Linked DNA regions of Mus musculus: all the other regions are linked to region 1. Evidence: chromatin contacts called from public ChIA-PET, HiCAR-type, HiChIP or PLAC-seq and promoter capture Hi-C data. All regions are on one chromosome and are shown on one strand. The core of a region is the stretch at or near the end of the contact, and the rest is flanking DNA. Distances in the headings are between cores, read along the strand shown.

Region 1 (3,244 bases), core at 280-2,779:
CAATGCTGGGATTACACGCCCAGCCCAATCTCCTATTTCTTGGCAATGTACTAAAAAAGTCTTTTCACCTTTTGTATATAATCTAGTCTTAATTTTTAAGGAAATAATGACAATTTTTGGCTACTTTCCCATATAGCTCGCACTCAGCTTTGGGCAGAGTGAGCCTGGATCTTACACTTCATGTTGACCCTCCACATCCTAAATCTACTCTTGGAAGTGTATTTGGCAAATATTGAAGTGTCTGGCAGTTACAGAGGACTAAGCACAAGACAATTGCAATCCAGAGAGGAGATGATCAGATGAATGGCTGTTTTAAAGACACTCAGCAAATAGGATTATTTCAGAACTCATACATTCATAGGCAAGACATTAATGAAGTAAGTAGTGCTTGAAAAGACCTGGTAAAGGTGAATGTGATGGTTTGTATATGCTCGGCGCAGGGAATGGCACTATTAGAAGGTATGGCCCTGTTGGAGTAGGTGTGTCATTGTAGGTGTGGGCTTTAAGACCCTCATCCTTGCTGCATGGAAGCCAGTTTTCTACTACCATCCTTCAGATGAAGATGTATAACTCTCAGCTCCTCCTGCACCATTCCTGCCTGGATGCTGCCATGCTCCTGTCTTGATAATGGACTGAACCTCCGAACCTGTAAGCTAGCCACAATTAAATGTTCTTTTAAGAGTTGCTTTGGTCATGGTATCTATTCACAGCAGTAAAACCCTAGCGAAAAAAGTGACTAATATAAATAATAATAGTAAAAATAATATAATAAAAATAATATTTGAAATGGTAGGATAGTGGATATTTTCTTTTCTAAACAGCCGAGTGAAAACATCACACACAATTGTCTCCAGTTCATTAAGGTACTACACCTGCAACCATCAAACACGGGAAGACAGGTCATACATACAATTCAATATAAGTGGTGCAAGGAAAAATCACCACTGCTTGTTTATAAAGCTTCCCCAATAGTGAAAGTTATTAACTAAAGCATGCTTTTTAAAGTAATGGAACTTTGTAGAAAGGAACGGGGGTGGGGTGGGGTAACTTTGCAGATGAGTTTTCACAGGCTTTCGATTTTGCGCAAGGGCCGGTAGGGGTGGGTAGGTGGGTGTTCCCAGGTCCTAGAACGGACTGAGTCCTCACACAGTGCTTCTCTGAGGAGAGAGTCTTTCCTAACTCTGCGCCCCTTTGTCATTGGAAACAATTCTGGTCACCTGACCAACCCCTGAAGAGAAGCTTGCATAGACCTTCTCCCAGTGCAGATCACCGACTCTCAATAATCCTAGCTCCTCGGGCTCACTCCTACGGTCTGCAGAGTCACCACAGGCCAAATCCAGCTCCTCTGCCAGATCGCTCACTCGACTCATCACAACTCCCGCTCTGAGGCTCCGCCGCGTGGCTGCGGGCCGCTCCGTACGCCGAGGCGGGAGCGCGAAGCCCCGCCCCCGGAGTGTGGCGGAAGTAGAAGAAGCAGGCCCGCGACCGCGCGCGCTGGCCAGCCGGGTGCGCATGCGCTCTCGCCGCACGGCTTGGCCCGTCCCTCTAGTCACCCCAGGCTCCGCTACCCCCGCCCCGCCCCTCATAGTGGCGCTCTCGCCATCTTACCCCCACCCCCTCCAGCCTAGCTCAGTCACCTTTTCCCTTTCTACAATCTCTGGTTCCCCCCACTCCCCGCCCCCCTGCCCGTCGTGTCCCGGGGCCGCCGCCGCCGCAGACACCGCGCCATCTCTGTCCCCTCTCATTCTCCACGCGGGACGCGCAGCCGTGCCTCCACGTGTCTTAAGCAGAGGTTGTGGGGGCGCGTGGGGGCGGCGGGGAGTGGGGCGAGGTCATGGGAACTTGAGGGACGTCGTGGCAGCCAAATGCCTGGCCCGGGGCTGCGGGCCCAGCCGGATGCAGGCCGCCGAGCGTGGGGTGCCCCGTGGCTCCTCCCCGTTGTCGGTGGGCGTGAGGCAGGGGAGCCCTCGGGGCCGGGCGGAGAGGCACCGTTTAGGCTTGTCACCCAAATGGGTGGGAAGTCCTCCAAGAAGGCAAGCTAGGAAGCTAGGAAGTGGTAGTGGAAGGAAGTGCAGTGTGCATGCAGGCTGAGGGACAGAGGACACAGAGATGTTGCTGTCAGAGCTCGCCTCTGGGACCCCTGGGGAAATAAATCATTTAGCCGGTGGTGTCGGGGGGTATAGATGGGGATCATCGCAGCCTAGCTCAAAACTCAGGTTTATGGGAGAAGATCTGTGTGCTAAAAGCTTGTATCACGCCAGCTGTGATTAATTACGTTTGAGCTCCAAGGAAATTGTCTGTCATCTTGCCTTCTATATTGGAAGTCAGGCTAGTTGATGTGACAAGTGATAAGAGTTATAGGGATAGTGGAATATATTTGACGGTCAGACAGGATCCCAGTAGCAGTGTTGTTACTGAACACCCGGATTAAAATTAGCTTTATGTCCTTGGAATTAGTAGACTCAGGAAGAAACCAGTACATATTTATCTGGGATAAAACCTGAGTTCTCAGTATTTTTGAGTTAGTTCACTGTTAAAAGATTTACTTAAAGAAAGAAACAACTGGTAGAATTTCTGCGTGTTCCAGCGAGGCGGAATATGACTACTAAGATAATGTTTTGCACAACCAGACCTTACTTTAACCATACTATTGCAAGCTTCCCACCCTTTTCCGGCTGCACTGCCCAAGGGGACTTTATGCCAAGCTGGAAATGCTATACTCTATGGGCTACCAATATGGTAACCACCGGGTGCAGGTGGCTCTGATGAGCTTGATTTTTTAATTGGTTAGCAAATTAATTACAATGTAAGTAAGTAGACACACAGGCATGGTGCTTATTGCATGGGATCCCACAGGTCTGAAAAAGTTGAGAGATTGAGAGCCAGTTGCAGTTTTTTATTTGGTTGAGTTTTAAGTCAGGCCAGCTTTTGAACTATTTATGCTTTTAAAAGGACTCGTAATTAGAATCTCTATAATGCCTTTCATTCAAATTGTAGATCTGCTAGTATTTATTTACAGCTTGGCAAACTAAAGCAAAATGCTCTGAACTCTGGTTCTAAAGCTAATGGCAGATTTAGTTGGAAAGACAACAGTGCTAACTAGAGTTTTCTTTAATTATCTATAGCTTCCATTGTCTTTTACCATTTGATTAGTTCTTAGAGAATAGTTTAAACTTTTTATTGTTGTGGTTCCCCCCCCCCCCTATTTAAGAGGTGGCAATTCCACCTTAAGTTTTTGTGTTAT
Region 2 (3,244 bases), core at 523-3,022, 700 kb after region 1:
AGAAACATGCTCCCATTCTTTCTCCTCTTCCTTAAGAGCCAGTTATGGAGTAAGAGCATGGGCCTGCACAAACCTGCCTTGGAGTGCTCAGTTCCACCTGAAGTGCCCCAATCTCATAAGTAATGCCGCATTTCTACTAATATCTGAGCAAGCAAAAACATGGATATGGACAGACCCTAGGGCAAAGCCCAGACTCTGTGCTTATTAAACAAAGCACGAGGCAGCTCAAACCCCTGGCTCCCTTTACTCGTTTACAATATACTTCCCTGCTGTTAGAAGCTCCAGGCAACCACACAGTCAGATCTCTGCCTTGTCTTGTTGTTGGGACAGGGTCTCACGCAGGCGAGACTGGCCTCAAAGTTGCTGTATACCATGAGAATGACCTTGAACACTGCGATCCTCGTGCCTGCCTGTCCTGCACAAGCACTGCACGTGTGCAAGCGCCAGCTTAGCTCCTCTTTTTGATGGAAGTCTCTGACTGATCAGATCTCAAATGTAGACATGAGCTCATTGTGTGTAGCCCCTAACTATCTGCCTTAGCTTGGATCTGCAATGCTCTCCAAAAACCCATGTTTTAAAGATTTAGCTCCCAGTCTGTCATACTGTTGGGATGATGGGACTGTTTTAAAAGTCAGAGGGCATGGAGGTGGAGAGAGTTAGAACCCTTGATGCTCTTGCAGGGGGGGGCGGGACTTCTATCCCCAGCACCACGTGGTGGTTCACAGCCATCCATAACTCCAGTTCCCGGGTATCCAACGCCCTCTTCTACCTTCTGCAGGCACCAGACGCAAACTCAGTATACATACATACAAACAGGCAGGCAAAACATACATAAATAAAATAAAGACAACTTTAAAAAAATAAGAAGTCTTGGGTCGTTGGGGTGCCTCTGAGTGAAAGAGTGGGACCACAGCCATCCCTTTTACTCGTCATTATTTCTTGACTAAGAGGGAGACGCTTTGATGATTGCCACTATGATATGCCACCAGAGGGCCAAAGCAACAGGACCTTGACCATGAGCCACACCTGGAATGTCGGGGGCCTGTGAAGCAAAAGATGGAGAATTCCGGGCTACTCTGGGCTACATATGAGGTAGCAGTGCTTAGTCTTTAAAAAAAAAAAAAAAAAAAAAACCTATAAAGCTATGAGTCCAATAAACCTTTTCTCTCCATAAGCTTATACACCCATCCAACCTTTTGATTTCCCAGAACTCAATTGTATTTCTTTTCCACCTTAGTCATGCCCAAGTCGCTTTTCTCTGGAACCTTCTGCCGCTCTCTAGTACAGGCCGCTCTTGAGACAGAGGGAAGTTGGCGGACGGGATTGCCATATCCAGTATTCATGGGCTCACCAGTTCACACAGTGAAAAGCAATCGGACCCAAAAGGTGCTTGTTAGAAAGGCTATCATTCAAAACCAACAGACCCCATAAGTCATTGAAATTCAAGAGGCAGCGCAAGGGAAAAACCTAAATCTCACTGGACCTCCTAGCGGTGTTCACGGGTTTGAATGTCCTGCCCACTCCTCCTCCTCCTGACTCAGGGCTCCCGAAAGTACTCGCCCCGCCCCGTCCTTGGGTCTCCTTTCCACCTCTGAGTCCCACCCTACTTCCCTGGGGGAAGCCCTTCATCTACCCTTGGAAGACTCCATGGAGGATGTGGCCCAGATCAACGCACCAACTGGCAGCGGAACTGCCAAATACCAGGATGCAAAGCGAAAGCAAGGGCGTCTACCACCGCCTGCAAGGCTCGGTCCAGGGTTGCCAGGACAACGCGCCACTTCCCGCGAGCTGGCGCGCTACTCTTGACGCACCTATCTTCCTGCACCCGGCGCTCCGGCCTGGGTTGAGGATGGAGGTCTCAGACCTCAGAGCTGCAGAACCTCAGGATTTTGTTTTAGTTTGCGGCTCTTTTCCAACAACTGTCATTGCTACTTCTGTCACCTCGGGTGGCCGTGTGCGGTGCACCCTCTACAGAGCTTGCAGATGTCGGTGTAGAATTGGCATCCTGATTAGACAGGATTCACCCACCACTTACCGCTCCTTTTTCTGGGCCAGGCGCCCTGCTGGATGCTGTCTTGCCTCAGCAGCCAGCTGCGTTTTTCAAAATAGAAAACTGACTTTGAACAAAGGCTCGTTCAAGGTCATCCAGAAAACAGATTCACTCCCAAGTTCCACCCTTACAAAGCTATCTTTCTCTCCATGGTATAGACTGAAATTTATCTTTCTAACCCTTTCCCTAATAAATCTCACATAGAAACGCCCCCCATCCCAAGCTTAGTCTCTAAATTTATATTGAGACCTGGTTTGGGGGCTGGGCAGTGGTGGCACACGCCTTTAATCCCAGCACTTGGGAGGCTGGCTGAGGCAGGCAGATTTCTGAGTTTGAGGCCAGCCTGGTCTACAGAGTGAGTTCCAGGACAGCCAGGGCTACACAGAGAAACCCTGTCTCAAAAAAAAAAAAAAAAACAAAAAAAGAAGGAGGAGGAGGAGGAGGAAAAGAGAGAGAGTAATTAATATAATTATTCATATTTACTTGTGTGCTGTATGCATGTGCGTGCACATGTATCAGGGACTCACTTGCCCATGCATTTGTATATGTCAGGTGTCTTCCTCCGTTGCTCTCTGCCTTACATTTTTGAAATAAGGTTCTTGCTGAACCCGGAGTTCACTGTTACAGCAAGGAGTCCCAGGGAACTACCTATCTCTGTCCCACCAGCTTATAGATGTGCCATATGGCTTTTAGTAGGTCCTGGGGTTTGAACTCAGGTCCTCGGCTTGTGCAGAAAGCACGTTACCCACTGAACCCTCTCCACAGAGTGGTTCTGTTGTTAGTAATTGCATTGATTGCAAAAGAAACAACAGAAGGAGTATAGAAATCTTGAAACTGAGCTAGCCAAATATTGCTTAGACGGAGTAGATCCTCTCCAGGCCACGCCCTAACTGAGGAGTCATCCAATAGGAGACGGCCACTGGGGTTATAAAAAAGAAGCCAGAGCTGGACAGTGGTGGCACACACTTTTAATCCCAGCACTCTGGAGGCAAAGGCAGGTGGGTCTCTGTGAGTTTAAGGCCAGCCTGATCTACAGAGCGAGTTCTAGGACAGCCAGAACTATACACAGAAACTGTCTCAGGAAGAAAGAAAATGAGAAGGTGGTAATGTCAGAATGGCCACTGGTGGGATCAAACAGCTGAATATTGTCAGTTTCACAGGATTAATTTTAATTGTAAAATAGTAGTATTCCTA
Region 3 (3,244 bases), core at 379-2,878, 670 kb before region 1:
TGTGCTATGGCAGGCAGAATGTTACAATGGAACTAATGATAAACTAAGAAGACTTTAGTCTCTTTCTATCCATGGTAGCTCTTTAGTCTACCGACTGGTAGGATTCAGAAAGTTTACTACCATCTTAATTTCTTGCTTGTAACATGTATAGAAACATTACAAGTTAACAAGCCGGACACCACTCTCTGAGCTAAACAGAGCCATGTCTGTCAGGACAGCTTTCCTCAGCAGAGTAGAGATCCATGTTTCATGCTAACACTGAGTCTTCAGCTATAAACAAATCGCCCATCCAAAGGTCCTCAGACCATTTTCATGGAATGAGAAAGCCATGGATCCAGGAGTGAAATTATAAAATGCTGTAAGAAATTCTGTAATTCTCACCCCAACAAAACCCCAAAGGGAATTTAAAAAGGGGGGCAGGGGAGGGGAAAGGGCAGATATATCTGGACTAGCAGTAACTGGAAATCTGATATAGTCTCCAGTTTGGGGGTGGGGGTGGGGAAATATCCCTTGCCTCCTCTGGGTTAACTGTTTGCCTAAACGTCCATCAGCTCTCACTGAATCCTAGACCATCGAAGGCTTGGACTGGAAGAGGGTAAGGGAAAAGTCCCTGATCAGCCTTAGCATTCCCTCTGCTCTTTGAAGCAAAGAAATTCAAATGTGGCTTTAAAATAGCAATATCCTTTATTGCCCGTGTGGCACAGGTAACAGGTGGTTTACCCATAGATTTTTATTAAGTGCTTAACCTAAGGGAAGAAACCCAACTCCCTGAAAGTTTTCTAAGTCTCAATGATTCTACGATTCTAAATGGTTCTCCGCTGTTCTAGGCCACACATAGCATCTTCAACTCAGTTACATCTTACTGCACACAAAATGCCCCATGATGTACATCCAACAAACTTTCTTCCCAGGCACACCCAGTAAAACTGCCTTTAAACTTAGTTGAGGGGTAAGGCAGGGGAGAAGCACGAAAACTCAACAGTCCCCCTAAAACTGAGAAATCTCTGGGGAAACTGGAAGAAAGGGGAAACCCACACATCCGCGTGCTTCTCTCTGCAGCTGGCTCCTCTGGAGTCCCACCAAAGGTACAGGGGATTTTTTTTCCAGTCACTGGCTGGACAGCCATCCAGGCTCAGGGCTGGCTCCAGCATTGGGAAGGGTTGTTTGCGCAGCGCCTACCCAGCATCCGGCATCTCCCTCAGCCTGCTCTCTACATTTTAGATCAGGAATGCCAATTGACAGCACGAAAGCACTGACCCTGAAGCTGACACCCAGGCAGCCGTGGCCCCGCCCTTACGCCTTGACCCTGACCCTGACCCCGGCCATGACCCCCGCCCCTCACCTAACGCCACAGTTGACATCCACCTGCCGCCGTATGCTCCTCCTCCCCGCCTCCCTGGTCACCCCACGCGCGTCTCCACTAGCGGAACCGACCCGCGGGTGGAGAAGAAGGAACCAGAAGCTCTCACCGTCTCTACCCTCCGCCCTCGGCGAGCTGGGGAAGGGAGTGGCATTTCCCTCCGGGACTCACCCGCCTCCACCGCCACTTCGGTCTGGCGCGCGGAACTCAGCGCTAGCGGAACCCCGCGCTCCCGGCCACTATCTGGTCGGCGGACGCGGGCGGAGCGCGGCTCCGCGGAGCGCTTCCTGGGACGCCTGCGCAGTAGCGGACGCCCCCCCCCACCCCCCGCGCGCGGGCCCCCGCAGAGACTGGCGCTGCCCCGGGGCGCTCCGGAGGCTCCCAGTGCGCAGCTGCTGCGGGACGCCGCAGAGAGCGCCTGGGGCCGACCGCCGAGTGTGAGACGCGTACCCGGATTGGATGCCCGAGCCCGCGGTGAATGGGACTCCCTTACCCATTGGTTCATTTAACGGTACCACTCGGAGACAGGTAGAATGGAGCTGGACAGAGAGGTTTGCCTTTCCCACCCTCTCACCCGCCCTGGCTGCCCTTTTCTTATTACTCTGTTGTGGGTCCCTTGTTTTAGGCAGAAGACGAAGAAGTTCCTTTTGCCTTCACCTGCACAAGGAAAGACACTCTGAAACAACCAGTTCATTTTTTTTTTCTGGTCATGTTTCTGCCTTTTAAAATTCCCTTTCTGTTTTAAAATCATCCTCTGGTCATCTCACGCGCACATTCCTTCTATTTAGAATAAGGTGTTGTCTGTTTCTACAGTCCCAAATAAAAGTCTGTTGGGGTCCTCAAACTAAGTTTGTTCTAATTTTGCCACAGCCGTGGATGTGAAATTATGCTCGTGCCTTTAAAACTAGTATTAATAGCTGAATTATCCAACTTCAAACTTAATTAGCAGAATTGCCCGAGATATATTTCTTTAATATTTGTATTGCCCAGACATAGTTGACAAAGAGGTTAGTATTTTTTCTTTGTATCTCTAATGCCCAAAGGTGAACCTGACATGCATGGACTTACTCAATGATTTTTGGGTTTAACGAGGTATGTTAAGGTACTCCATGTTTAAATGCTTCCTCTGTTAAGATGCAAGTGCTCAGAAAATGTTTTCATTACAGTATCTACACACAAGATACTTAAGGGGATACAATTAATCGAGTTAAGGATATCAAAATCATATACTATACCCTGAAATCTAAAAGACTTAGCTGGAAACCCAGTAGCTGGATTTATTGGGTTCTGGGCATTAAACGTCAAAGGCTGAATTTGGTACCCTGCTCTGAGTTGAGAGTACAGCCATAATTCAGAGCCTGGGTGCAATCAAGGAGACAATTTTAATATGAGTGTAGTCAGTTCATTATTGATTCCAGTTTCAAGCCTCCAGCTATCCTGTACATTCACAAACTGGAGCGTCTTGGACCCACAGGTTGGCTTGGCCAGCACTGAGTAATGTTGGGCACTGAGTAAGGTTGTGCCTCAACCTGTTTGAGCTTTATCTCCTCATCTGCAGAGCAAGTCCTGGACCAACCTCTCAGGGTTCTTGTCCAATACGTTTTCTAAAGCAAATAAAGCACTCAGCCAGTCACCGGTCATCGTGTTAGCTGCCATTGTCACTGCGATACCGCCAATTGTTTTGAACAATAGGGTAAGATGGAGTTCTAGGGGAGTTTATGCAATGTACAGTTTAACAGGACTTAAATTTCTGCTTTTGGGAACCGAGATTCTGCATATCCTGATGCAAAAAAAAAAAAAAAAAAACAAAAACAAAAACAAAAAAAAACAAAAATAAAAAACAAAAAAACAGAATTGAGTGCTCTATGGGTGGCACATGTAATA
Region 4 (3,244 bases), core at 477-2,976, 630 kb after region 1:
AGTTATATACAGACAGTTGTGAGCTGCCATGTAGGTGCTGGAACTTGAACCTGGGTCCTCTATAAGAGCAGCTGGTGCTTGTAACTACTGAGTCCCAGTTTTAAGAATCTTAAGAACATTTTTTTTTAAGTGCCAAGTTACAAATATTAAACATAAGTGGTGGCTCAAAAAAAAAAAAATGACCCACAGTATAAACTCCAGAGGATATTTTTAAGTATGCTTAGGAAACACCAGCCATGACAACTCTGCGTGTTTTCTTGCCTGATGGGCTTGAGATGGAGCCACAATTTGGATTCACTATTCCAAAGTTCATGGCAGCAAAGGTCAAACACTGGCAGCCATGGTGCACTGTGCTTGCCCAGAAAGCCCACCTTCCTGAGCCTCAAGTAGAGGATTAGCAGTTAGCTACACCATCTAACTACAGTTCCTCCTCACAGTGAACTCTGAATGATGTTTATAATTTAGCAATCAACTGAGATGATGAAAGAATCACCACACAGTTGAAATAAAGTATTTATATATTTCAAACCAGTAAACTGTTGTCTTCAGGAGCTCTGAGAAATCTAGCTGTGATTTATGGATGGATACACACTAAATGGAAGCTTTGTTTATTTGGATCTCTGAATTGCTTCTCTTCTTCCTGAAGACTTAATAAACGTTCTTTTGGAATAAGAGTTTACTAATTGAAAGATTTGATTAAATATTCCTTAAAATTAACTAGCTGGGTTAACAATAAGCCAAGTTACCCAAGAGTCAAAAAGAGAAAAAAAAGTACTTTAGACTGTTTTATGAATATTCTTCCAACATCAGCAATCCCTCAACAAAAACAGTTCAACAGAAGACTTCAGTCCTGGTATGAAGTGAACAAAGAGAACCACATGTTTTTAATGACTGCTCACAACAACCCAAGTACCTCTCCAACAGAACAGAACAGAACAGCGGAGGCTCGCTGTGCTATTCCCTTCAGAATTCTCAGGGCTGATCCAACAGAGAAGAGTCACTGGACTTCACAGCAGCACTCACGCTGTGACATTTGTTTGCTGTCATGAAAGTTAGAGCCTCAGCAGAGTAAGTGAGATTCAAGTTAGAGCCTCAGCAGAGTAAGTGAGATTCAGGGGGATTATCCTCTTCATTTTAAACAACATTAAGATGTCCTTGATCTGCAGCAGAGAGAGTTTACCCACCTCAAACTGAGATTTTTCAAACAAAGTGAGAGATTGAAGTATTTATATATAAATGTTACAAGAAAGCATTCCAAACAGCCTACCAATCAATTACAAAGTTGGCCTTAGATCTATAACTGTCATTTGTAAGAAAAGAAGCCTGCACGACACAAAGTATAACCTACAATTTAACCACTCGTGTTCTGTCTCCGAGAGCTTTCATTATGAATTAAAACAGAGCAACAGTGCCACCTGCTGGAAGTCATAAAACTACAACACTCATGGCCCTGGCACTGCAAGAATTACATTACAAAGACTAATTTCCTAACTCTACAAGCACAAAGGTATGACAATAAGTGGTCATAAAGATTCATATTAGAAGACACTGTTTTTTCCTGTTCATTTCTCTAGTTCCACACAGCCCCAACTACCACAATTAATTCTAATATCTAGATTTAACCCTAAACAAAAATACTCTCAAATTTACTTTCTATAAAGAAAAACTAACAATCACATGAAAGAGGAAGCTTAGGTCATTTTCTGCATCCAGTGTCCTGAAGAATCCCTTTTCCCTTCTCTATTCCATCTTGGCCTCAGACACATCCCTAAAGACCACGAGTAAGAGTCTAGAAAGCATGCTGTGTGTGGTGGCTCACATCTTTATTCACACTGGAGAGGCAGAGGTAGGCAGATGTCTGAGCTTGAGACCAACCTGATCTACACAGTAAGTTCCAGTGATAGGCATAGTGACACAGTAAGACCCTGTCAAAAACAACAACAACAACCAGAACCCACAAGGCAGCCTGGCAGTCTGTGTTATTTACATGCCACTGCAAAATGTCTACAGAGATTCTGGAATTCAGAACATGAACATTCTATTAAGAAACCACTGCTGTTAATAGGCTTCAATGCATCACAGACATAGGAAATCACAGAGCCACTGTCTGCATAGCAACTCCACTCTAACTCAACTGCAGGATACACAAAAATGTACTGAGTTTCTGTAAATGTCGGTGCTCTGTGAGCTATAGATCAAAACTCCCACTGCTGTGATCTCACTGACCCATCTTGACTTTAGTAACTCCTTCTCCCTCCCTCACGTAAATAAAGGTTCTGATTGAGGGAAGAGTACCCAGCAAAGTGTTCAAGAACTACAAAGCAATCAGCTGTCCAGCCCTAGTACTTAAGTCACCAGACGTATTAACTGGCTCACAATTTCAACTGAATTGGAATTTTAAAAGGATACCAAGGGCAATGAAGATAGCAGGTAAAAGTGAATGCAGCGCAAGCCTAGCAGCAGGAATTCAAGGCAAACCCCACTTAGAAGGAAATGAAAGAACTGCCTCCACAAAGCTTTCCTCGAGCACTTACATACACATCATACACACAATAATAATCGATTTTTAAACATATAAGCAAATGGATACCAACCTCAAGTCTCTTTTCAAGTGATTCAATTCTGTCCTTTTTGCTAGCAAGATTAGCACGAGTGTAGCGGCTCTGAGCAGGAAGATAGAGGACTTGACTGTAGCATTCCTCCCACACCTGGTTGTAAGCTTCACTGGAGAGTTCGCCATGGCTCATTCCTTGTTTGACCACTTCCATCTCTTGTACCAGAGCATCCTGGGCCTGTTTACAGTAATAATTTAAGTTGAAGCATACACTTTCTACCACCATAAAGCTCAAGACTAGCTTATTTCCTCCTTCCTTAAACCAATGGTAAGGTTTGGTTGGTTGTTCTCTAGAAGGGGATGGACAATACCTGAGCTAAATAGCCTCTAAGTAGGGGCTAGGGAGATGACTCCATGGGTAAGAGTAGCTACTTTGCAAACTTGAAGACCTGAGTTTGAATCCCCAGAACCCATTTAAAAGGGGGGGGGGGGGCAGGGAGAAAACCACAGACATGACCATGTGCCTATAGTTCAGCCAGCCAACTCAGCAACAGCAAGCTTTTGGTTCGGTGAAAAAAAAAACAATACAGACTATATCCTATGTCTCAAGGACACAGAGCTGAGGGTGATAAATATAACCTATGTCCTCTAGCATGCACATGGGCATATACACATACAACACACACATAC
Region 5 (3,244 bases), core at 557-3,056, 610 kb after region 1:
CAGACACACACACTCACATGTGAGTGTACATGCGTGCACACATGCACACACAAGCTTCCTGTCAGTCAATAGAGGCTGCAGGCAGGGGCTGCTCCATATTAACTCTCCTCGGAGCATCACAGGACTAAGAGGCATGGATTCCTGCTTGTGCTGGGGGAAGCTTTCTCAGACTGTGAGGAGCCCTCTGAGCATAGGCAGGGCAACTCTGATCCAATAAACCATCACAATCCAGTAGCCTGTATCACAACCCAGTACGAATACAATATTGAAAGCTTGGTCCCCAGAATAAGGGTACTATTGGAGGAAGGTAATAGAGACCTTGGGAAATGGCCTAGCTAGAGGAAGCTGGCAACTGGGGACATGCCCTTGGGAATTTTGTCTTTTCCTGGTCTCCTTTCTCTCCCTCCTTCTACCACATCGCTTCTGTGGCCTCCTCCATTATACTCCACCTCACCATGGGCCGATAAGCAACAGAGCCAACAATGACAGACTATAAAACCTCAGAGACTATATGAGCTGAAATAAATCACTCCTCACTTTAAATTGTTCTAGCTTTAAACTGTACTGTCACAATAGGAAAGTGGCTACTAAATGACTTCCCAGAATAGCACAACCCAAGACAACTTCCTGTGATGGTGGAGAGGCAGCTAGGGTAACTGGGGAAACTGAATGTTTGATTTTATGTAAATTCAGATGTCCTTTAAGCTGCATGTAGCTAGTGGCTAACACATGGAAGAGCACATTTTCCAAAGAGCCAGCAGCTTCTTGGGCCTGTCTTTCCCACTGGCTCTCTTTGCTCCTTTGTCAAAGCACAATCGTGGGGACTGCGGACACAGCTTGTCTCCTGCTCTTAGTCCTCTTCCCCCCGACTTATCTAGAGTTTTTTCAAGGCCAAATATTATTTCTAATAACAGAGCTTTCTTGTTCCAGGTATAACTAACAGCCTCTCTGGGGAGAAGGTCTTATAGGCCAACAAATGGCCTATCCAAAGGTTTCAGAAATGGCTTTATAAAAATGCTTTGGAGTGGATGATGCAGGGAAATTAAATAAGTATCAAGTTGGTTTGAGTAAGTTATCACATCTGCCCATGAGCTGCAGGGCAGATTTGCAAATGGCTTTTTTTCCCTGGTTCTAAAGAATGGACAAATTGTTAATAGGTGTGCTGGGAGAGAGGGCAGAGCAGGAACAGGAAGGCCACCACAGGGAACAGAATATTAAAGACGACTTCTCAAGAGCGTGGGGCAACCAAAACCAACCCAAACTGCCTTTTTACAGACGCCACAATTCCTAGGTGAGGCCCAGGAGCATTTCCGCAATTTTAATATGTACCTCAAATTTGCACACTCATGGGGACTCGTGTTAAAATGGAGGCCCCAAGGCTGGGGGGACAGCTCTGTGGTTAAGAACACCAGCTGCTCTTGCAGAGGGCCAAAGTTTGGTTCCCAGCACCCACATCTGGCTTCTCACCATCACCCACCATTCCAGAGGACCTGACATGCTCTCCTGGCCTCTAAGGACACCTGCAAGCATATAGGTAGACACTGGGTGGGAGCTGGAATCACTAGTCTCAGCTGGGTTGGAGCAGGGCCTGGAAGCCTTAGGAAGCTCTAAGTCCACAGGCAGAAGCCAGTGAGAATCATCACACAGAGCAAGTGACAGCCTCCAGACTGAGTCTCAGATCCACCTCGGCAAGTAGAGAGCTTGACCCTCCTGAAATGAACGTCTGGAAACCCGTCTCCTTCAAGGTATTCACGTTGCTTAACAAACTCTCCCACTCCAACTAGTGATCAGCAGATCTCCAGGAAGTGGTCAGAACCCGCAAAGTCTTCCACCTTAGTCAGTGTTCTATTGCTGTGAAGAGACACCATCACCAACTAACTCTTACAAAAGAAAGCATTTAATTGGAGCTGGCTTACAGTTTCAGACATTTAGTCCATTATCATCATGGCAGAAACATGGCGGCATGCCGGCAGGCATGGGGCTGGAGAAGAAGCTGAGAGCTCTACATCCAGATCTACAGAGGACAGGAAGAGAGAAAACCACTGGACCTGTCTTGGGTTTCTGAAACCCTCAAAGCCTACCCACAGTGACACACTTCCACCAACAAGGCCACCCCTCCTAATCCTTTCAAATAGTACTATTCCCTGGTGATCAAGAATTGAAACCTATGAGCCTATGAAGACCATTCCTGTTCAAGTCACAACTTCCAAGTACACGAAGCAGACACACCCCCACTGTGCGGTCTTCTCGATTTCCCATGTTGTAGACACCCCAAGATGTCAAACTCAATGCTGCCCCGTTCCTAACAACCCCCATAGTTAGACTGTCTCAAAAAGTAAGGTGAGGTGATTGAGGAAGACATCCAACTTCAGTCTCCGGCCTCCACCTGCATGTGCACACACGTATCTACACACTTGGCACACACAGGAGGTTGGGGGCACAGTGACTCATTGGATGCAGAAGGTTCAGCCAGTGCCATCCTTCCCTGGCACAGCAGACAGCCCTGAGTGGAATGAGGAGAGTGGGAACGCAAAATGCCGCTGATCAAGAGGACCGACAGCCATGGATTGCTTGGGCAGAGACAGTTCTCTCCAGCCGGCAAGTTTAAGAGATGAAAACTTACCCACTTCTGTTTCTGGAGTCATACCTATTGTTATTTACTGTAGCAGAAGTTAAACTTGAGAAAATAAGACTCCTTAGCTACCATTTATTTAAAAGATTTATCCTGATTGTTTTAAATTATGTATGTGTGGGTGTTTGCACATGCGTGTTGGTTGGTGCCAGTAGAAACCAGAGGAGCTGATACCCTGGAGCACAAGTTACAGCAGGCCGTCGTGAGCCACCCAAATGCATACTGGGAACGGAACTTGGGTTCTCTGCAAGAGCAGCATGCAATCTTCACCAAGCCATTTTTAAAAATAATAATAAAAACAATAAACAGTAGAGCAGAGTGAGATGAACTCATCTGTAGGACATAGCAGCCTCTGTGAGAGTGCACAGCTCTGCTGCAGGAGAGTGGAAAACCCACCAACCCCTGAACTTCCCACAAAACCCCACCAATCCTCACTCAGGAAATCACTGTCCTGAGAAGCCCCGCCCCCTCAGAAATCCTGAACAAGCACTGCCCCTCTGTCCAATCTGCTGCTGTCAGCTCCTGGGAGCAGAGGGCAGCCATCCCTGGACTTGTCCCTCCACACCTGGGACTTACCAACAAATAATCTCTTTCAAAAGATTTTATGTGGGC
Region 6 (3,244 bases), core at 434-2,933, 580 kb after region 1:
CTCTCTCAGACTCCCACTGCAAAGTGTTCATGTCTAGCACCCTTTGCCAGTCCTCGGGAACTCTCATGCACGCACAGAGAGGACTAGGAACCATCATTTCCCTTAGACCCTATGACATTCCTGTGAGGCAGGAGAGTTACCTTCCAAGATGAACTCGAAGGTAGTACCCTTTCTCAGGACCTGGGGACAGTATGAGCTCGGTGGTGAAAGGACATGAGGGTTAGCAGAGGGGGCCAAGCTGGAGAACTTGGGCCTGAGAAAAGTTATGGTAACAAGATGCAAACCTCTCCACGTGTCCTCCAGGAGAGGCTGAGCGAGAAGGCAGCTTTAGGAGAGCGTGGGAACGGAAGGGAGGTCAGCAGCCAAGCCAAGGCACTCACACTGCTAGCGAATGCCGGATTCTGTACCCCATTCTTTCAGAGCATCCAGGCCATCAGAAAGGAAAGCCCCTCCCCAACCCCATGGCCTCCTTGTGCCCAGGAAGACGCTCAGGACCTCAGAGTCCACGTCTACTGCTCAAACTCAGCCTGTGGGTGGGTTCCCACAGCTTTCTAATCTAGCACATATAGATCCTAAGATGAGCAGGCAATGAAGAACCATGGACAGGACGATCAGAGCACAGACTCGGGTATGTTAAGTTGGAAGCCCCTTGCTATTTTTCCATTGTAACAAAAACAAAAGCGGCTTAAGGCAAGGTTTATGTGGGTTCACAGTTTGAGAATCAATCACAGTGGGAACGCACGAGGGCAGGGAGGGGGAGCATGAGGCAGCTGGTGACATTGCATCTGCAGTCAAGAAGCAGAGAGAGAAGAAGGCTTGTGTCCCCACTTGCTTTCTCCTTTCCTCTCAGTCTAGCCCCCCTCCCCACCACCCTCATGCAGGGTGAGTCTTCCCTCCTCGAATAACCCTTCTGGAAACACGTAACATAGACATACCCAAAAGTGTGCTTCTGTGGTCATCCTAAATCCAATCAAATCGGCAATGAAGATTAGCTGTTTCTTTTATGCATGTATGTGTTTTGCCTGCATGTATGCATGTATGTGTACCTGGTGACCAAGGGGGCCAGAAGAAAGCACTAGATACCCCCTTGAAATGGAGTTGCAGATGCTTGTGAACCATCATGCGGGTGTTGGGAGTCAAACCCAGGTCCTCTGGAAGAGCAGCCTGTGTTCTTAACCTAGGAGCCATCTATACACACACACACACACACACACACACACACACACACACACTCAGCATCACCACTACTGCTTAATTGAATAGACATGGAAAATCACGCCAAAAACCACCTTCCTCCATCGGCCCAAGGGCAACCCCGTAAGGGAACAGCACAACTCTGCAGACGCTGCCCTTGTGTTGGCTGAACAGCTCTAGAGAACTCTTACAGTGTCTGCAGAGGGAACAGGAGAAGGGAGGCTCCTGGTTTTCTCCCTGGCTGTGGCAGGCCATTTGTAGATATAATAAACCTTTCAACTGGCTCCATCCAAGGCCCCAGCACCAAGGTGTTGTAAAACGGCTTCTGAGTCAATGAGAGGCAGCTGGTTGAAGCGCTTCCCAGCTTTTCATATGACTCATAAATTTGTTACACGGTGAGGAAATTCCCTGAAGGCTCTTTGGCAGGCTCATCCAGTCTGACCAGTAGCTAAGAAACACATAGCCTTCTAGTTACGAAAACACACAAGGCTTTGACTCAGGCCTTAAACGTAGGGTCACTTAACAAGCTCTCCTTGCAACAGTGTTCACAGCAGCTTTCTGGGAAAGAGCAGGAATTTATTAGGAAGATACGCAGCGAAGCAACCTTTCAGAGGTCAGAGGAGGCTCTGTGTGGGACAGCTCACACACGCACACGCTGCTGTAATAGTCAATCCCTGACTCAGGCAGACAAAGAGTGACATCTCGCACCACCAGCAAGCCCGCTGAGGTACACACAACCTGCTCCTCACACCCACAGAAAGGCCTCTGCCCAGCGAAGCCAGTGCAACTGTGCAATGGACTCAGGACATCAGTCAGTTGCTCTCCTGTCACTGGCCCCTTAGGTGCCCTGTCCACCTTTAGACTCATGTGACAAAATAGAGCAGAAGAAAAGACCCCACAGTCTGTGTCCTCCCAGCCCAACTTCAGGCTAACAGCATCACCAATCCATACAAGCACCGATGTTGGAGCTCTTTGAAAAAGAGAATGAGGAGGGGCAGCCTAGGAAGTAATTCTACTTCGGGGGTGGGGGACTCCAATGGTAATGAATGGTGTTTTCTTTGTGATGATCCAGCATAGTGCCATTCATCAAGTGGAATGGTCCTTCTTTGTTCTGTGGTAGGCTGTAAGTTGTTGAGCATCATGGCGGCACCTGATTATGTCAGCCAACCCTGCCTCTCAGCATTGAGGACATGACTTTCCCCATGAGATGATGGGTAGAGCTCTCGATAGGTCTGTAAGATTTCAACAGACATTTATCTTTTTAGCATTACCTTTTCACCGGGGGCCTGGATGCACAGAACTATTATAATTCCAGCTACTCAGGAGGTTAAGGCAGGAAGATCACAAGCCTGCCTGAGACACTTAGTGAGACTTAGTCTCAAAACTTATGAAATTCAAAGAATGAATGGGGAGTGTCGTTTAGTTGGTAGAGAGCTAGCCTAGCAAGCACAAGGCCTGGGTTAGAGTGCCAGCACCACATAAAACCAGGCATGATGAGGTGGAAGCAAGAGGATCGGAAGTTCAAGATCACCTTTGGTTATGTAGAGAGTTCAAGACTAGCCTAGGCCACATGAAACTCTCAAATTACTTAACTAGATAGGTGGTAGATAGATAGATAGATAGATAGATAGATTTTTTAAATGGCTGAAGATATAGCTCAGTAGTAATAAATAGGTACTTGCCTGTCATATGCAAGGCTCAATCCCCAACCCCCCACCCACCCACCCACACACACACACACACGTGTCTCCTTTTTTATCTGAGCCTCAGTTTCTTCACTGGTTAAACAAAGTTAGTAGCAAATACCTAATGAGCACACAGTAAGTAGACTCCGGCACCTGCGGAGGCTGCATGTGACAAACACATTTGCATGCTGACATCCTTTATGACAGGAAGCAAGTAGTTTCTGCTTCCCTGCCATCTCTTCTCTTCTAGCCAACACATCCTGGTCTGTGCCTTGTGCACATTTTAAATGTTATTATGTGCTAGAATTTCAGAAAGACTAGGTCAAACAAAAAAGAGAAAGACTTGGATATCTTAGTAGATATCA
Region 7 (3,244 bases), core at 305-2,804, 590 kb before region 1:
TCTCCACCTCCAGAGGCCTGGGAGCCGAGCCAAGCCACCAAGCCTGCCCAATTGAGTTGATGGAGTTCCCAGCTCAAGGCCTCTTGCTTGCCTGACATGCACTTCACATCCGGAGCATCTCCCCAGCTCTGCAACTACTTGTAAAAAAGAAATAAGAGGTGGGAATGTGGGGGCAGGGGAGGAAAGAACTTCAGAAAAGCATGAGAGAATATTTATCAAGAACCTTCTTATATTCCGTGATTTAACAACACCTCTACCAAAGTCTATATCTATGGGAAATGTGTCCAATGCCATTATGGTTGAAAGAAACCAGCGTTAGTAGCTTCAACCTACCAACCCTAACTCTCACTTTAGACTATTTCAAGTCTGAGTCATGGTTACCTTGGGTGAGTGGAAAAGCAGAAGAAAAAAAAAAGAGCAAGAAGTCAATATTTTATTCCTTCATCTAGTGCTGGTAGCAGCTGGTGAAAATACATTGAGCTATGCTTACAGGATGTGAGCACAGTATATCTGTATCATAGTTCTGAAAGAAAGAAGGAAAGAAAGGAAGAAAGGGAAAGAGGAAGAGGAAGAGAAAGAGAAAGAGAAAGAAAGAGGAAGAGGAAGAGGAAGAGAAAGAGAAAGAGAAAGAGAAAGAGAAAGAGAAAGAGAAAGAGAAAGAGAAAGAGAAAGAGAAAGAGAAAGAGAAAGAGAAAGAGAAAGAGAAAGCTGGATGTGGTGACCTACACCTGTAAGCAGCACTTAGAAGGTTTTGAGATAGGAGAATGAGGAATTCCAAACCAGTCTCAGTTACATAGTGAGTTTAAGGCCAAAGCCAGCCTATGCTATAGAATTCTCTCTCTCTCTCTCTCTCTCTCTCTCTCTCTCTCTCTCTCTCTGTCTCTGTCTCTCTCTCTCTGAGAGAGAGAGAGAGAGACAGAGACAGAGACAGAATCAGAGACAGAATCAGAGACAGAATCAGAGACAGAATCAGAGACAGAGGCAGAGAGAGAAGGAGGAGCAGGACCAGGAAGAGGAGAAGGAGGTGAGGGGAGACAGGGAGGAGGGAGAGAGAGAGAATAAGAAAGCAGAGGAGAATAAAACCAAGCAAGGGAATGAAAACCCCACAAAGTTGAAAGCTGCAGATCTCTGACTCCAGCACCTTACTGGTTGGCTCACCCCTCAGCCTCTCCCCTGCTCCTGGCCCACTCCCTCTCCACTTGCACAGAGCAAAAATGGCAAGCTCAGCGAATTCAGGATCTTTTCTTCGCTCCACGCTATTGTAAGTGCGTGATTTTGATGGACTAACTGAACCTCTTCATTAAAAAACAAAAATTTAAAAATAAAAAAAAAAAACAAACCTTGAAAATCATCTTCTGTACACCACTCTTTCTGTCCCTCATGACCTTCAGAACATTCTTAGCTCTGTCTGAGCTCGTACACTGAGGGGTCTCCTATGTGACTGGGCCCAACGAATGCTGAGTTCCCAGGGTGTCCCCCTCCCTCCAGTCCCCGCCCGGACTGACCCCGCCCCGCGGCCGTGGTCTATTTTGGGCGCACCCGCGGCAGCGGCGCGGGATCGCTGACAGTCTCGGATCCTGTGACACCTCCCAGCAGTCAGGCACTTGTTGCTCTTGGGACCTGTTGTCAATCCCTTAGCTCGCTTTTCCTTTTAGCCCCCTGCTGGCTCTTGGAGTCCTCTCTTTCCGCGTGACACCTGGGACTCTGATCTCTCAGGCATCGCTGTCCTTGCTTGGAGAAATTGATGAGAAACTGGTAGTCTTAAAAAAAGAAAACATTAAACACCGTGCAAAAGAGAGGCCCCCGCTGTGAGCAGGAGCCTGAAGTGCTGCAGAGGTGGCGCCTCTCCGGCCCGGGACCGTGGTCCGGGGCGCCAACGGCATGACGGACTCAGCGACAACTAATGGGGACGACAGGGACCCCGAGATCGAGCTCTTCGTGAAGGTAGGTCGGCATTCGCGGGCCTCCTCCCGGGCTGGAGATGAGGAGATCTCAAGTGTCAGGACGCAGGTCCCTCTGGGACTTGAGACCCTCCCTAGGGAGCACAGTCCAGCGCCCTCCTGGTCCTGCCGGTGGCCTTTCTGCCAGGGGCTTCCGGAGAAGGGTGTGAGTTTCGATCTGGCAGGTGGCTGTCTTCTTGAAGAGTTAACCCGTAGTCTACCAAACATTGTAGGACAGGTTGCCGTCCCTCATCCTGAGCTCGGAGGGAAGAGCAGATCCTGAGCTCCAAGGGAAGGGATCTTGGCCAAGTTGAAAGATGTCTCCAGATATAGGGACAGGGGAATCTGGCTAGACTAGTAAACTTTTCTTCTTTAGCGGAGGGGGGGGGGGAGGGAGGGAGGGAGGAAGGGAGGGAGAGAGGGAGGGAGAGAGAGAGAGAGAGAGAGAGAGAGAGAGAGAGAGAGAGAGAGAGAGAGAGAGAGAGAGATCCTCTTTGGCACAACAAAAACAGCATTTTCTAGTACCCACCCTCTCTTGTTTTACTCAGAAACACTAAAATAAAAGCGAAGGCCACAAAGCTATTTTCTTGCTTTGTGACTTGTAGAGGAGAGAAAAAAATGAACACCCAGTTCCCTGCTGTTATTATCACTGTCATTATGACTCTACAGGACCGTCTCAGGTAACCAGGGGACCTGTCAGTTTCGACTTGGGCTGCAAAGCAACAGCTTCTTGCAGAACCAAATTAAGCGCCCCCCTGCTTCTTGGGCGCTCCCCTGAGCAGTAGCAGACACCAGACAGCAGCTCTAATGTTTTTTCTTTTGCAAGCTGCGGGAGACTGGAGGCCGGGTCCGCAGGTGTAGGCAGAAACATTTGATCAGCCCTCCTTGCTGGGACACTGCAGAAGCAGAACCCGGGAAACCTGAGGCGGAGGAAAGCAGCCCTGGGCTGGGCTGCAGAGTCGCCAGGACCTTGGGGGAGGGGCGAACTCTACTGCCTGATTACCTAGGGCTTTCACAAATGGGAATAAAATCCTCTAGTGCTGTTTTCCAAGAATAGAGTGCAGAGCGCTGAAAACACACTGGGTCTAAAGGTCGTGCACATAACCTGGAAGCAGAAAGGTGTTAATTTGCTTAAACCACCTGTTTCTAAACGAGTTGAATAGACTTCAGCAGAAGGGTTTAAGTTTGTGTAAACCCGAATAACAATCTTCTCTTCTCTGACACTTTTGAAACACACACACACACACACACACACACACACACACACACACACACACACACAATTCAATATACATATTGAAAGT

Evidence for each region. Promoter capture Hi-C pulls out the DNA fragments that hold promoters and counts their contacts. ChIA-PET counts read pairs in DNA pulled down with a chosen protein or histone mark. HiCAR-type assays count read pairs that join an accessible place to other places. HiChIP or PLAC-seq counts read pairs in DNA pulled down with a chosen protein or histone mark.
Region 2: an H3K27ac HiChIP or PLAC-seq map of microglia shows a contact between it and region 1, with 4 times the contacts expected there. The contact joins the promoter of Spats1 here to the promoter of Supt3 in region 1. A contact is called at or near these places in 6 of 39 promoter capture datasets (the 3T3-L1 cell line, the C10 cell line, hippocampal neurons and 3 more) and 3 of 115 datasets of contacts at active chromatin or transcription factors (astrocytes, microglia and pancreatic cancer cells).
Region 3: a contact with region 1 is called in a HiCAR-type map of astrocytes, with 2.5 times the contacts expected there. The contact joins the promoter of Enpp4 here to the promoter of Supt3 in region 1. A contact is called at or near these places in 2 of 484 Hi-C or Micro-C datasets (the HPC-7 cell line and embryonic stem cells) and 4 of 115 datasets of contacts at active chromatin or transcription factors (astrocytes, fibro-adipogenic progenitors, memory CD8 T cells and 1 more).
Region 4: a promoter capture Hi-C map of 3T3-L1-derived adipocytes shows a contact between it and region 1, with 9 times the contacts expected there. The contact joins the enhancer-like site here to the promoter of Supt3 in region 1. A contact is called at or near these places in 10 of 39 promoter capture datasets (the 3T3-L1 cell line, 3T3-L1-derived adipocytes, the C10 cell line and 7 more), 3 of 484 Hi-C or Micro-C datasets (the G1E-ER4 cell line, bone marrow-derived macrophages and pre-B cells), 7 of 115 datasets of contacts at active chromatin or transcription factors (the 230-238 cell line, acute myeloid leukemia, embryonic stem cells and 3 more) and 2 of 9 other capture datasets (adipose tissue and embryonic stem cells).
Region 5: a contact with region 1 is called in an RNA polymerase II ChIA-PET map of memory CD8 T cells, with 10 times the contacts expected there. The contact joins the enhancer-like site here to the promoter of Supt3 in region 1. A contact is called at or near these places in 11 of 39 promoter capture datasets (the 3T3-L1 cell line, 3T3-L1-derived adipocytes, the C10 cell line and 7 more), 4 of 484 Hi-C or Micro-C datasets (the G1E-ER4 cell line, bone marrow-derived macrophages and nephron progenitors), 16 of 115 datasets of contacts at active chromatin or transcription factors (SST interneurons, acute myeloid leukemia, craniofacial prominence and 11 more) and 2 of 9 other capture datasets (adipose tissue and embryonic stem cells).
Region 6: a contact with region 1 is called in a HiCAR-type map of fibro-adipogenic progenitors, with 5 times the contacts expected there. The contact joins the enhancer-like site here to the promoter of Supt3 in region 1. A contact is called at or near these places in 3 of 39 promoter capture datasets (cranial neural crest, embryonic stem cells and frontonasal cranial neural crest), 4 of 484 Hi-C or Micro-C datasets (the N1E-115 cell line, bone marrow-derived macrophages, embryonic stem cells and 1 more), 16 of 115 datasets of contacts at active chromatin or transcription factors (SST interneurons, craniofacial prominence, embryonic basal ganglia and 10 more) and 1 of 9 other capture datasets (adipose tissue).
Region 7: a FOXA1 HiChIP or PLAC-seq map of pancreatic cancer cells shows a contact between it and region 1. The contact joins the promoter of Clic5 here to the promoter of Supt3 in region 1. A contact is called at or near these places in 3 of 39 promoter capture datasets (the C10 cell line, hippocampal neurons and pre-B cells), 1 of 484 Hi-C or Micro-C datasets (CD8 T cells), 4 of 115 datasets of contacts at active chromatin or transcription factors (the 230-238 cell line, bone marrow-derived macrophages, extraembryonic endoderm stem cells and 1 more) and 1 of 9 other capture datasets (embryonic stem cells).

The regions. Positions count from the first base shown.
Region 1 is chr17:44,775,637-44,778,880 of GRCm38.p6, forward strand. It overlaps Supt3 (SPT3, SAGA and STAGA complex component), which reads left to right and starts at 1,530. Exons shown (of 12, transcript NM_178652.3): 1 at 1,530-1,792. It also overlaps a transcript of Runx2 not described here.
Region 2 is chr17:45,473,166-45,476,409 of GRCm38.p6, forward strand. It overlaps Spats1 (spermatogenesis associated, serine-rich 1), which reads right to left and starts at 1,773. Exons shown (of 8, transcript NM_027649.3): 1 at 1,634-1,773. The coding sequence starts at 1,649.
Region 3 is chr17:44,104,180-44,107,423 of GRCm38.p6, forward strand. Enpp4 (ectonucleotide pyrophosphatase/phosphodiesterase 4) reads right to left here and starts at 1,629. Exons shown (of 4, transcript NM_199016.2): 1 at 1,470-1,629. Gm34917 (predicted gene, 34917) reads left to right here and starts at 1,605. Exons shown (of 4, transcript NR_167720.1): 1 at 1,605-1,888.
Region 4 is chr17:45,402,000-45,405,243 of GRCm38.p6, forward strand. It overlaps Cdc5l (cell division cycle 5-like (S. pombe)), which reads right to left. Exons shown (of 16, transcript NM_152810.2): 14 at 2,595-2,792. Among named protein-coding and RNA genes, the nearest start is that of Cdc5l, 30 kb to the right of the region's middle. Within about 2 kb of position 1,727, at least 19 of the 459 cell types and tissues checked have an H3K27ac peak or open chromatin away from gene starts, as enhancers often do. A contact at or near this core is called in 3T3-L1-derived adipocytes, adipose tissue, bone marrow-derived macrophages and 1 more, where this site is marked.
Region 5 is chr17:45,382,870-45,386,113 of GRCm38.p6, forward strand. No RefSeq gene overlaps it. Among named protein-coding and RNA genes, the nearest start is that of Cdc5l, 49 kb to the right of the region's middle. Within about 2 kb of position 1,807, at least 10 of the 459 cell types and tissues checked have an H3K27ac peak or open chromatin away from gene starts, as enhancers often do. A contact at or near this core is called in memory CD8 T cells, where this site is marked.
Region 6 is chr17:45,358,083-45,361,326 of GRCm38.p6, forward strand. No RefSeq gene overlaps it. Among named protein-coding and RNA genes, the nearest start is that of Gm35204, 62 kb to the left of the region's middle. Within about 2 kb of position 1,684, at least 69 of the 459 cell types and tissues checked have an H3K27ac peak or open chromatin away from gene starts, as enhancers often do. A contact at or near this core is called in fibro-adipogenic progenitors, where this site is marked.
Region 7 is chr17:44,187,018-44,190,261 of GRCm38.p6, forward strand. It overlaps Clic5 (chloride intracellular channel 5), which reads left to right and starts at 1,555. Exons shown (of 6, transcript NM_172621.2): 1 at 1,555-1,944. The coding sequence starts at 1,882.